Regions from separate parts of the Zea mays genome. Here region 1 is linked to region 2. A link is a contact called in public Hi-C data. All regions are on one chromosome and are shown on one strand. Each heading gives the region's core, a stretch centred on a gene start, on an enhancer-like site or on the middle of the called end of the contact. The rest is flanking DNA. Distances are from core to core; before and after follow the strand shown. Region 1 holds the start of LOC100285960 (DNA repair helicase UVH6). Region 2 holds the start of LOC100278915.

Region 1 (3,245 bases), core at 662-3,161, 140 kb after region 2:
ACACATAACACATCTTCAAAACCAACGGTTTAGATCGTTGTATAATCATCATCTCTCTTAGTCGCTAAAATATAATGGTCAACGTTATTTGGATCATTCTTCTCCTCTCATCCCTCACACGCCACTGCCTCGCCCTCTGCCTAGAGTCTGTCGCCCCTCCCCTCCCTCACGCCAGTGCTGGCTCCTCCTCTCCCCTCCCAAAGACCGTAGCGTTAGCACGGGTATAGACTAGTAGAGAAAAATGAGTTTGCTCCATATAATAAAACATTTAGCATCCATTGATAGTTAGGCAACAATGTTTGGTTCCAGGCCATTATTAACCAGGCCAAATTTTGGTCACAGTTTGACTAAGCTTGACTTCAAATTAAAATCATACTATAGAACAAAACTTTCACTCATATGGTTTATTTGACTATACCTAAGCTATATAAATGAGCAATTTATTATCTGACCAAATTTTAATTTAGAGTCAAATATGGTCAAATACTGACCAAATTTTGGCTTGGCCACCTAAGGCTTTAAACCAAATAGAACTAACCAAAATACACTAAAATCTCTCTCTATATCTCTACTATATTAAAATATGAGTTTCAACAGTCGTTCTGCGTCATCTTTTTACAAATAACACATCACATCTACTTCAAATTAACCTGTTGCACGCCTGTCCCCTTAACGGCAGCCTGGCACGGGCTCGACGCCCGCAGACCGCAGCTCTGGCCCAGGCACGACACACCGGCCCGTTAGCCCGTCGGGCCATTTGGTTAAATCAGCATAAAATGTTAAAAAATAGTGTCGAAGGTGGGGTTTGAACCCACGCCTATTGGAAGAATGGCGGGAGACACTAGGTGAAATCGTCTAACCAGTAGAACATCATACTCAGATGTTTTCAATATTGAATATAAATTGTACATGTGTATATATGCTTTTTTGTAAAATTAAAAATATATAATCGTGTCGGGTCGAGGCTACGGCCCAAGCATGGCACAACACTCATGTCGGGCTGGCCTAGACACTATTAAATGGGTCGTGCCTCAGACTAGCCCACCAGACACGACACATTTGATCATCTGTACCTTCGCACGATAATGATAGTACTCGACTCAGTTGTCACCACCTCGTTCGTCATCCTACTTCTTTTCTCTCTCCCCTCATGCCTCCGCCTCCGTGCCACCCCATTCTCGGCGGAGGGTGTGGAAGCAGACGCCTCCTCCCCATATTCGTCTGACACCAGCCCCTACACCGACCCACGCAGTGGCTATTGCACATCCATGAGGACGTTTCATAGCATGCGCGCACCATTGTTTTCGCCGCTGTCGGAAGTCTCGCTCGTCTTTCTGGCCTTCGCCATGTTCTTCCTCCCCAACCTGCTCCCCCGCCCACGGTTGCAGCCGCGAGCCGACCGACGCTCGTCGACACGAATATGGGGTGTGTCGGTCTTGCTCTTGGCCTTTCTCCGTGCGTGTTGCCGAGGAGGACACAATATTGTTGTGAGCCGTCGCAATAAAAAATTGTAAGATCTCTGTACGAGCCCAACCCAGAAGGTTGTACTTTAAATTCTACTCTAGGGGTACAAGGCCTGTTTGGTTCAACTTTTCTGAGAATCTGAATGTGGGGAGAATCTGGATGTGTAGAGAATTTGAGTATCGTTGCGATTATGTGCAAAGAAAGATGAATTTGTCTATAGGGCTCAGGATCTAGAAATTGACGGATTCCTATTATTGCAACGACTCAACCGATTATGTGTTTATATTGATTTCAGATGGTTTTACCAAAATTAATTTTATAGAAGCTAGCTAAAAAGTTGAGCGTTTAACCGTCCACAATAATTTTTGGTGGACAGAAACCGAAAAAACTGAAACAAAGAGGGCTATGAGTGGCCTTCCCACCCTTTGTATCGTTCATTCGTAGCCCGTAGCTCGCAGCCGACTCTGTTCTCTGTACCAGCCCAACCCAGAAGCCTATACTCGTTACGATTACGAGCCCACCAGCATCTCCTCTGCACGGGGGCATTCCACCGAGCACCTCACGTGATCTCCACCCCGCGGCGGCGGCGCGAGCACCGTCTCCGCCTCTCCGCTCTCCGGCGAATCAAACCCCTCCGGCGTTGCCCCTCGGTTGCCTTTCCCCTCCGCCACAATGCGGTTTGACCTGGATGGCCTGCCCGTGCACTTCCCGTACGCGGCGATCTACCCGGAGCAGCACGCGTACATGGGGGAGCTCAAGCGCGCCCTCGACGCGCGCGGGCACGCGCTGCTCGAGATGCCCACGGGCACCGGCAAGACGGCGGCGCTCATCTCCCTCATCACCTCCTACTCCCTCGCCAACCCGGCCCGCCCGCTCCGCCTCATCTATTGCACCCGCACCGTGCACGAGATGGAGAAGACCCTCGCCGAGCTCCGCCTCCTCTTCGCCCACCTCCCGCCCGCGGCCTCCCGCTCCCTCCTCGCGCTCGGCCTCTCCTCCCGCAAGAACCTCTGCATCCACCCGCAGGCGTCCGCCGCCGCCGCCCGGGACTCCGTCGACACCGCCTGCCGCCGCCTTACGGCCTCCTGGGTCCGCGAGAAGGCCTCCTCCGACCCGGACTCCACCCCGCTGTGCGAGTTCTACGAGACGTTCGACCGGGCCGCTGCCGCCGGCGACCTCGCCTCCTTCATGCCGCCCGGGGTGTACACCCTGGCAGACCTCCGCGCGCTCGGAAGGGAGCGCCGGGTCTGCCCTTACTTCCTTGCCAGGCAGATGGTCAAGTACGCCAATGTTGTGGTGTACAGCTACCAGTACCTGCTCGACCCCAAGGTGGCCAGCATTGTGTCCAGGGAGATGCAGAAGGAGTGTGTGGTCGTGTTCGATGAGGCTCACAACATTGACAATGTCTGCATAGAGGCGCTGAGCGTCAGCATCCGCAAGCAGACGCTGGAAGGCGCAGAGCGAAATCTGCGGCGCATCTCGCAAGAGATCGACAGGTACCACTCCCAATTGTTGGATATACTTAAGCCAGCCACCAATAGCCACTGAACGATAGGTCCTGTTTCTTTAGAACTATTCATCTTCAACTTTGTGATGGATAGTTAAGCTTGCTTTGCCAACTGCTTTATCTGGTAGGAAGGTTCAAGGCCACCGATGCCAATAGGCTTCGTGCTGAATACAACAGACTGGTGGATGGACTGGCACAGCGAGGAAATCTACCAAGTAAGCACTGGCCTTTTGCCACCAGTACTGCATTTCGCACTGTCAGCTATAGCCTTCTG
Region 2 (3,439 bases), core at 700-3,199:
TTCCAAACAATTATTTCGTAGAAAAGGGACTACAAACATTTTTAATTGATTCTACTACCATTTAACGTATTTGCTTCCGTTTTCCAATTCATCTCCATGTATTTGTGGTATAGGAGACATTTTTGCCCGTCACGCAGCGGACAAGCAGAACTGGAAACTTGAACTGTGCTACCATGGAGGCACTCTCGAGCTCCTGCTAGAGTCGCGCCGAGGCCCCGGCCACGCCATCCATCCGTAGCCAGCACTGCCCTACGGACGAGCTCCGGCATGCCCCAGCTGCGATGAACAAGAAACGAAGAGCGCAGGCAGGAGCTGCGCGGACGCACATGCTCGTGCGTCGGAGACAGCTCGCGGCTCGGCCGAATTGGCCATGGATGCCGCATGCTTAACAACGAACAGATATAGAGGTCGCCAATTCGTTAGGGAGGGATTCAATTGGGCTCATGTGAGCGATTTATTCTGGATGCATATTGGACTTATGTAGCTTGAATTTCTTGTGTACGGTTAGCAGCACAGAACAATATATGCATCAGTTCTTCAGTTTGACCACAATCAAGTATGGTGTGAGCAAGTTCAGATGACACAAAGTTGTTCTTGTATGTTTAAAGCAAATCTTCAAGAAATTGATCAGAAATCGATGTATCGCCTTGCCCTACCGCCATTCAAAATTTAGGAAAAAACACAAACCATTTTTTAAAGTACAGTAAACAATTAGATAGTACTGTATCGAATTATTAGGCCATGTGCAGTGAACACTGATAGGCAATGTGCAGGTAAACAATACTAATGCTTACAACCCAATAGGTTGCTGAAGCATCAGTTATGCCCTGCGCCTCAAGCCAGCTCGATGGAACGGGGGGCGGCTGTGCCCAGCGTGGTGGTGGTGGTGGTGCCTTGTCCGGCGTCTCCGATCTGACGGAGATGATTTAGCTCCATGGCGGCGCACGAGATGAAACGCTCAGGCCACGTAAACGAGAGATGAAACCTGCAGAACGGCTTGAGGGGCAAAAGTGTCTCGTACGGCACAAAATACAAGAGATTGTATTAGATAAGGAAGAGAATACACTAAATGGCATCTTAATCAATTATACGATCTTTATAATCCCATTTATGCTAGCTAATTGTTTGGAATGGCATTATTGCAAAGCACACTGTTTGTAGTCCCAAAAATACAATTGTCTCAAGCATTGTCCCTTGCATCATAATCAAGCAGTTATGTCCAAATAAAGTATCCCACCTAATGAATATGAAGACCCCTCAACAGAGAAATTTGCAGAACCTCATACAAGCGCATCAGCCGCCAAATACTAACTATCAAAGCTACTAATGCAAGGGCCAATAGAGCAATCAATTGCAAGCAAAGACAACGGTCAGGTGCAGTCCCCAGCACCCGAACAGAAGGGGGGCAATCCCCACACAGACCAGAAGAACCACCCACACGCACCTTGGTCGCAACGTCAACGGGGTAACCCTCCTCCGCGGCCGTCATCTCCATATTCCCTTCCTTCTCCGCTTCCCGCTCTCCCCCCTCCTCCTCCTCATCGTCACCCGCACCCCCATCGTGGTAGATGGACGAGACCGCGCGCAGGACGTCGGGGGGCAGCGGCAGGTTGCGGGAAAGCAGGTTGAGCGCGCCGATGAGCGTCCTGGCCTGCTCAACAGCGCCGCCCGCCTCCTCCACAGCGGGGGGCGTCACCGCCAGGGCCGCCGCAGCGTCCACGGACGCCGCCATCGCTAGGGTTTCGCCTCCGCGGGGTGAGACGGCGTCGGCGCTTTCCCCGGCGGGTTCGAATCGACGCGCGGCAATGGTCCGCCGTTTGTTTGTGGGGGCGTTTTCGCGCCGGCCTTGTGTCAGGGGAAGCCGAAGCTTCCGATCGATCGGGGCCGGGGAGGCGGACGCCGCGGATGTCTGGCCTGCGCAGCGGACTGGGTGGGGAAATTTAGTGATTTCCTTTTATTATTACTACACTATTATTATTGTTTCGGGCCTCGGTGTGTATATTGGGTCGGGTTGAGTGTGGACGGGTGTGTGTATCGAATTCGGCGGTTGGGTGTGGATCCGCTGGTGTGCAGTTGGTATGAGCCTCGTACGATACTCCATATTTTTAGGCTATCCGCAGTCATATAACTCTAAAATATTACCTTAAAAATGTTATATCCTTATCAATAAAATTTTTTAGTTGATATTATAATTATTTGTAGTCATATTTATTTCATATCTCAACCCTATATCAAATAAACCCTACACACGTAATTACCACACCGCGAAAAAAAAATACAGAGCGAGCACTTAAACGCACACCCTCAACTTCAGAAATTTGAGGCTAACCAACAGACCATACATATCTTATTATTTAGAAAAATAAACAATAATTATACTTGAATAAATATCTTAATACATATTTATATGATATATAAAAACCGTAGCAAAGCACGGACAACCGGCTAGTATTATATTATTATTTTCAAATCTCTTTTTGTACACGTCCTGCTGCATGTTGCTCACTACATTGGATAGGGTGGCTTCCGTACGTATGCTGAATGTGTCGTTTGTGAGCGTAAAATGGAGTACTACATCCAGTTGTCTACTGCAGCTGAATTTTTACTCTATCTCAAATCGTGTAGTGCATAGAGTCCGTGACTGCGAACAGCCTTACGTTGTGTGTTTAGCGTGTGTAGTATTTGAGTTCAGATGCTACAACTTGTATAGGAAGGATGAGGCAATCAAAAAAATATTTTCACTCTATCTTATAATCTTCCCCACTCATATTTCTCTATATATTTCATCTATATCAACTACGGTAAATTATATTCACTCTTATCTAACTTCTATATTTTTATCTATATAACACAGGATTTGATATGGATAAGACTGCTACCAGAATGATATGCACCCGCTATATTTGGCGATAGTACATGCGGAAGTATATAAAGAGTTGTAAACGACTGCACACAATTCTGTACTCTTTGTATCGGTGTTTACCGAAAGGTTTCTTGTATCCAATGCAAATAGTCTCATCGGGGAGGCTGACCTGTATAACAATCTGACCAAACTCCGCCCATTTATGACATGGATTGGGAAGTAAATGACTTAAGTATGTTTAGTCCTCTGGTTTGTCTAAGTAAATTCAGCCTGGTCACTTTTATCAAGTGTTAGGTTATATAGAAGTATGTATATACCTGTTATATGATTTGGTTTGTGATGTTTATGTTTCCCCACCTCCCCCTTGTGAGAGTTTGCATTTCATATCTGTTGGTCACTCGTTCTCAAATGTTGTGAATCAAGAAAAAGGCAACACAATTATTAGTTATTAGGGATATTCGTCTTCCGAAGCATTATTTTTCTGAGGATATAATGTTCATCAGACGAAAGTCATGAAGGACACACCTTCTTCATTTAATGTGTGGACAATAATGCAAAGAGATGAAAGTAGTAACT

Evidence for each region. Hi-C and Micro-C count contacts between places; a contact is called where the count stands out from the background.
Region 1: a contact with region 2 is called in a Hi-C map of ear, with 3 times the contacts expected there. The contact joins the promoter of LOC100285960 here to the promoter of LOC100278915 in region 2. A contact is called at or near these places in 8 of 25 Hi-C or Micro-C datasets (bundle sheath, ear, endosperm and 3 more).

Annotation. Positions count from the first base shown.
Region 1 is chr10:91,195,506-91,198,750 of Zm-B73-REFERENCE-NAM-5.0, forward strand. It overlaps LOC100285960 (DNA repair helicase UVH6), which reads left to right and starts at 1,912. Exons shown (of 11, transcript NM_001158849.2): 1 at 1,912-2,960; 2 at 3,104-3,186. The coding sequence starts at 2,137.
Region 2 is chr10:91,057,016-91,060,454 of Zm-B73-REFERENCE-NAM-5.0, forward strand. It overlaps LOC100278915, which reads right to left and starts at 1,950. Exons shown (of 12, transcript NM_001354468.1): 1 at 1,445-1,950. The coding sequence starts at 1,732.